Regions from separate parts of the Mus musculus genome. Here region 2 is linked to region 1. The links are chromatin contacts, called in public HiChIP or PLAC-seq maps. All regions are on one chromosome and are shown on one strand. The core of a region is the stretch at or near the end of the contact, and the rest is flanking DNA. Distances in the headings are between cores, read along the strand shown.

The links. HiChIP or PLAC-seq counts read pairs in DNA pulled down with a chosen protein or histone mark.
Region 2: a contact with region 1 is called in an H3K27ac HiChIP or PLAC-seq map of hepatocytes, with 3 times the contacts expected there. The contact joins the promoter of Tsc22d3 here to the enhancer-like site in region 1. A contact is called at or near these places in 13 of 39 promoter capture datasets (the 3T3-L1 cell line, 3T3-L1-derived adipocytes, the C10 cell line and 8 more), 63 of 484 Hi-C or Micro-C datasets (3T3-L1-derived adipocytes, 8-cell embryo, the AML12 cell line and 40 more), 7 of 115 datasets of contacts at active chromatin or transcription factors (bone marrow-derived dendritic cells, bone marrow-derived macrophages, cardiomyocytes and 4 more) and 3 of 9 other capture datasets (adipose tissue, liver and pancreatic islet).

What each region holds. Positions count from the first base shown.
Region 1 is chrX:140,563,743-140,566,993 of GRCm38.p6, forward strand. All of the region lies in intron 2 of Tsc22d3 (TSC22 domain family, member 3), which reads right to left. Among named protein-coding and RNA genes, the nearest start is that of Gm39538, 31 kb to the left of the region's middle. Within about 2 kb of position 1,704, at least 20 of the 459 cell types and tissues checked have an H3K27ac peak or open chromatin away from gene starts, as enhancers often do. A contact at or near this core is called in hepatocytes and liver, where this site is marked.
Region 2 is chrX:140,598,928-140,602,178 of GRCm38.p6, forward strand. It overlaps Tsc22d3 (TSC22 domain family, member 3), which reads right to left and starts at 1,595. Exons shown (of 4, transcript NM_001077364.1): 1 at 1,510-1,595.

The sequences.
Region 1 (3,251 bases), core at 454-2,953:
TGTTGTTTATTATCAGTAATTGGTGAGGACCCTGACCTAAACCTTTCTGATTCCCCCAGGAACTGTTTCCCAACTCCAAGGTACTTCCTGACAACTGGCATCTACTTGGAAATAATAATGAGTTGCCCAAAGCACCAGACAAGATGCTAAAATCTCAGCTTTGACATAGCTTTGTCATACTGGAACTTCAATTCCCTAAGAGATCCCAAAAGCCAATCAGACACTACCATAGTGGCCTTCCTATGATTCAAAGTGTCACAGGCTCTCAGACTGCAGTGAGTCCTTTGCCCAGACATCCTCCCCACCACACCATAGTTATACCCACTTTCTCTATATATACATAGAAGGTGGGTCACTCCATACTATTTTCTGGCAGGGTTTTTTTTTTTCATGTCCTCACCCCCCCTGAACTGGTTCTGCCATGGAAAGAAGTCTGTCTTCCTGGAATGTGTAGTAGTAGATACAACCTTTCTATACAAGAGTATTACAAATTTATTCTAGACTGCATTCACTTGACAATACATGTTGAATATCTACTGAGTGTCAGCAGATACTGGTATAATTCTATCAACTGTATTTTGTGCAGTTTAATACTAGAGCACCCCATGAGCTCATTTCCATGGAATACCCACAGGACTTGATAAATAGCAGATCTCCTGCTTGAAAGGAAACTCAAAGAGATGAGATGTCAAATAGGTCCTGGGACTGAATATGTGCCATGCTGTGGGTACCTGAGTTTTGGGACAGAGGTACCTGAAATGAGGTAGGAGATGTTCCTTGTATATAAACTCCCAGAACCAGGTACAAGTTTACTGTCCCAGAGAAGATGTCCTGTGTGGTTGTGAGGTGCAGAAGTTAAGACAGTATCAACGAGTTGCATGGATAAGGAACAACTGTACTCTCTGCCATTCTGACAGCACAGATCTCTGCCTGTTGACTTCCAAAGAAAATTAAAGAATTTACCCATCTTTTCTGATATGTCTTCTGGACCTTCAAGCTTGGTTGTGTTAACTGTCAAAATGCATCCAGGTTACTTAATGGCAATGAGGTAGCTGGATAAAACTTCCTGATTAAACACCTAACCTCCACTTCTCAGCTGTATGAACAAGGTTTTGCAGCTCATCTCCTAGGCAAGGCTTTGGCCCTGTGCCTATTCTCCCAACCCTGCCCTCTGGGTGATCTTGCTCAAGGACACCAAGGGAGTTGGTGGCAGAGGCTGGGAGCACAGCCCAGGCTTCCTGGATCCTGGCCTAGCACTGTTGCCACCAGACCCCATTGCCGCTTTCTTTCCTCTCTTGCCCTTTATGCTCAGTCTGCACCACCCTGGAGGCACATATCCCACACTCCACAAGCTTTCACTGGGTGAGACATTTCTGTTCAACACCAGTCAGCAGCCCAGCCATATGGGGCATAGGGAGTCTGTCTGTCTGCTATCCAAAGAGCCAAGTCTGAGACAGGATGGAGAAGGACCAGCCATACAGCTGGTCTAAGATGAGCAGATCTGGATCTTTAAGGCAGTCATTTTTATCTGAGGCCCTAAGTATGGTCTCTGAGCTTGGCTTCTCAGAGCTATGGCCAGGTCCCTGTGGGTAACCTACTCCCAGCCTTGTTGCTATGACACATGGCTCTACAAGTGCTGAGTGGCATTGTTGGGGCCGGATGCAAACAGCACGCAGCAGGGTCTAGCTGTGCGCCAGTTGGCCAGCTGACATTTCAGGGTCCAAAGAGCTTGTGTGTACTGGACAAGCTGTTTATTGTGGTGTTGGCACTGCCCAGTCCTTCAGACAGCAACAAATGCTCTCAAACTAGAAAAGGAGAGGAAATAAGAAATCAGTGGTAGCCAAGGCAGACCTGAAATCTCTTCCCTCTTGCCATTTGCTCCTCACAGCTGAATGCTGGTGGTGCCAACCATTAGAAGTACTCTTTGAGGGATCTAGAGGAATCAAGTCCCTCAAACCTCCATTTGTAAAGACAAAATCAATTCCATGTAGGCCTCCTTATTTCCAGAGGTTCCCTGCTAATGGCAGGTTAAACAATCTGTAGTTGGGTTAGGAACAAGAAACTTTTGTGGTCACAAAGTTTACTATGTAGAGGAACTGGCATTCCAAGGCTGTAGGCACACACTCACATTCTCTCATAAACAGACAGTGATAGAAGTAGTACTCCTTTTGAGTCATATTCCTGGTACTTTAAGATGTACTTAAACTTGAGCACACACTGGGAAATATGTGGCAAGGAATGTGTATTATTAGCACATAGGGCAGGAAGGAAACTTGAAACAGATGAGACCCGAAATGAGGGAAGTAAGCAAGTCAGGTTAGAGATGTTATGGTGAACTTTCCAGAAAACATTTGGCCCCTAACTTAGGAGCCAGTGTAGTCTATGTCGCAAAGGAGAAATTACTTGGGACAGACATGATCGGGCAGGCACTGAACTGAGAGTTAGGCTCTACTTTATTGCTCCTTGTTCCATTCAAGATTGTAGTTGCCAGGGTTTGACAAATGCAATTACTTGAAAGGTCTTCAAAGTGTTCTAGTCAGGGTGTCTGGTTTTTCATAAAGTCAGCTCTATCACCCCATCTGTGTGGGACCAACTCCCTCCACTACCACACAAATACAGAGGAATAGTAATAAAAATCATCAGCTAGTGATCATTGAGTATCTGCTTTGTACTGAATAATGTCCAAAGCACTTTATGTATAATACATATGTAATCACAATTAGACCTCCCAAAGTCTTATGGTTAATATTATCTGTACCATTTCAATTCACACAGAGAGAAGCTGATGCTCAGAGAGTGAATAACTAAAAGTTGTATCAGGTTTAGGAAGTGACTGACTAAGGATTCAGGTCTGGTTCCAAACAAAGTGTATGCTCATTATGCTTCAGAGCCACTTGTGATTAAGAGGAAGAGTGCTCTCCTTTGTAGAAGCTTCAGGGAAGGTGAAAGGGAAGACTGGGAAGGAAGATTCGAGATCTTGGCCAGGGTAGAACCATAATGTTAAGTGGGACAGGGATGATGGGCAGAACAATACCTCTGAGATGCCAGCTCCAAGACCATTCACATTTTTTGCTCATTAGTACTCAGTGAAATTTGGCTGAAGGACAAAGAAGTCCAACGTGGTGACTTTGAACAATAAATACATACCAAGTTTACTGATTCCCACTGATTTAAATCCTTAAAGTGAGTATCTCTGGTGTTTAGGTCATTGATTACTTAAGCAGTCAGTATATGCCCACCACTTGGTGATA
Region 2 (3,251 bases), core at 345-2,844, 35 kb after region 1:
GCGGCAGGAAGGGCGGGCGGGCGGCCAGGGAGCGAGAGAGCGAGAGAGAGCCGCAGCGCGCGCGCCCTTCGGCGGCGGCAGCCCCGCTTCTCCCGGCTCGCGGGGTTCCGCGGCTCGAGCGGTGGCGGCGCCGGCGGCCGCGGCCGGTGGCCCAAGGGCGAGCGTGTGAGCTAGCCGCGAGCTCAGGAGTCCGCGCCGGGGCCGTGACAGCATGTAAATGAGCCCCGAGGGGCAGGCGGAGGACGCGCTGCCGCCGCCGCCGCCGCCGCCGCCGCCTCTGCCACTCGCCGCCGCCTCCCCGGCCGGAGCTTGAGGGGGCCCCCTGGCGCGCGGAGTTCTCCTCCCTCCGCTCCCCACACCGCCCGCCCGCCCGCCGGCCGCTCACTCGCACGCCCGTGCTCCTGAGGAGCCCGCCTCAAGCGGCTCCCCCGCGACGCGCGCCTCAGCAGCGCTGGGTGGCTTTGGCGCTCACCGCCTGAATGGCCGGGACGTCCAGCAGCGCGCGCCTCCCGCTGTCGTCTGGTGTCCCCCGCGGAGCCGCTCGCTCCTCTCCTGTCCGGCCCTGGCCGGCCGGCGGCAGTTATCTGTCCGCCCGTCTCCCCGCCCCCACCGCGCCTGAGACTCACGCAGCGCCCCCGCCCCCTCACCGCACGGGGTCTCGAGGGCTCTCCCGAGTGGGCCAAAGGTCGCCGCCGGGGCCGCTGCCGCCACCGCCACCGCTCGCTGAGGGGGGTGTCCCCCGGAGCGCCGGCGTTCGCGGCCCTGTCGAGAGCCACCGAGTCAGCGGGCGGCCGTCCGAGAGCGGCCCTTTAAACCGCCGCCCGCCCGCCCCGCCATGCAGCCCGGCTTTTCTTTTTTTTTTTTTTTCCTTTTTTTTCTTTTTCTTTTTGGGAAGCGCCAAGAGACCCAAGTGTCGAGGCCTCGGCGGTGGCTGTGGCGGCGGCGGCGCCACCCCCCAGAAAGTGCCAGAAAACACAAGCACCTGAGAAATGCCCCAACTCCAAACTCCCAAGAACCGAGTCCCCAGCGGCCCGAGCCCGCTCCTCCTCACTTGTCACCTCCGCCCCCTCCTCTTGAGCTCTGTTTCGCTCCCCACCCCGGGTCTCAGCCCCGAGTCCCCTTCGACGCCATCACTCCCGGTCCCCCGCTGTCCGCGCTGCGGGCTCCCCCGGGCCTTGCCTCTCCTCCCTCGCCGCGCGTCTCCCGCTCTTCCCGCTATTTTGGGCACCGGGCGTCTTTTTCTAAGTTTCTTCCCATGTTGGGCCGGGTCACTCCTTACTTTCCCCCACCTTGTCCCCTTCCCGTGTGTCGCCGCGCCCCTCCATTTCTGGCCGGCCCTCGCCTCCATTTCTCCGTTCGCGCCTTGACCCCCTCCCCTCTTATTTCCCTCCTTGATTTCTCTCCCCGCACCTCACCTTAGCGCCCCTCTTTCTCCTCACTCAGCTTGGCTGCTCTCTCCATGCGCCCCGACCCCAGAAAGCTGTCCCCTCGCGTCCCAAAGCCCCCTACCTGCCACTTCAGGTAAACCGGCTCCGTCGACCCCTCGAGAGACTTGCCCAGCAGCCCGCACGCACGCAGAGTGAGAAGGGGAGTGATGCGTCTGTCCCGTAATGGCGGCGGAGGGATCTGGGAGAATAAACCCGGGGCGGAGGTATAGTGAAAGGGCACATATAGGGGCCAGCCTGGTGCCCTGGGGTGATGCCCCTGCTGTCTGAGCTGCGGGGACGCGCAAGGTGACCATGTAAGACAGCTTTTTTAGAATGTCTCAGAACTTAGAACATGTCGAATGCGGAGCATTTGAGCAGTTTTTGAGTCTTGGACAAATGAAAACCCGTTCACAATATTCAGGGGGTTTTTATATAAAACCCAAATAAATTTCTATTTATTCCTACTCCTTTACAACCCCCCTCCGCCCCCTTCATTTGCTTCATTCAAGAACCCAGGGCATTTGAAATACAGCAGTATATGCTGCCATCTTCTGCCCAAAACCTGAACTATTTTCTGTTCCCGTGTAAGGTTCCGCCGCTCAGCGGGACACTACAGGTGCCTCCTGGTGGAAGAATCCACTGGGACTCCAAGCCGGGGCAAGAGTTGCTCAGTTTTAAGAAAGCTGAAGTTCCAGTTGCCTGAACCCTGATAAATGTGACTTAAATACGTTTGAAATTTCCTAGACTACTGTGGCAGAGCGCACCCCAAGATCCCAGCTACTCGCAAAGCGGAAGCAGGCTTGTTTGTGTCAGGCCAGGCTGAACTAAACAGTGAGATTGTCTCAAAAAACACAAGCCACATAAAACGAGCCTTCAAGCCACCCCTGAAATTAATTAGGAGCAAAGTGCAGCCAACTAATTCCTGTTTCCCACTCTTTGCAACTGTTACATGAGGCCCAAAATATGGGTAACTGGGGAAGGCAGTACTCTGTGCTATAGTGGCTAGAGACCCCAAATCGTGCTGTATCTCCAGTTCCTGAGAGGATCCCAAGGCCCAGGATGAAAGAGGATTGTGGCTATTGCGTAAAGCACTATACCCGAGTATATATACATCCCCATAGACTATGAAACTTCTATTTTTTTCTCTTAAAAGCCCATCACGTCATTTTTCTTGTATTTCCTTCTTCTTTTTTTTTAAATGTTCTTGGATAAAAGCCAGAGGAGGTAGTAGAATATAAAATTTCATCTGCATTGTGTAGATTTATAGCCTTCTGAATTGTTTTTTAATTACAGTGTTTATTATTTTCCTTCTTGTTTATAATTATTTTATGTTAACTCTTATAATAAAATATATTAGTTCCATAAATGTTTATTTGCGTTTTGGGAACAGCTAGACCTTTTGCTTCTATGTTTGCCTGAGCCCTCTTATCTTTGTGTAACCTTGGGATGAGGCCCTGGTGGAAGTATTTTCTTCTTGACATTTGGCACCATTAAATTCAAGATTTTTGTCCCCTTGACATTTCCCTGTTGTGTAGTCCTTGCTCTCAAGAAGTATTGTTAATAATTCGGGACAGATTTGCCCAACATATCAAGACTGATCAAGAGCAAATAAAGTTGGGACACAGAAAAATCTAAATAGTACAGAGATAGAGTTCAGAGAGCCGCCATTTCTGTGCATACAAGTCCAGCCTGTGTTGACAGACTGCATACCTCGTGAGGGAAGGCTGACTGGACAGGGCCTCCTGGGCTCTCCTCTGTGAAGCCTTGCTTTACTGTCATACACTGTAGTGGATGGAGAGATTCCAAGCAAATGGTCTTGCATAG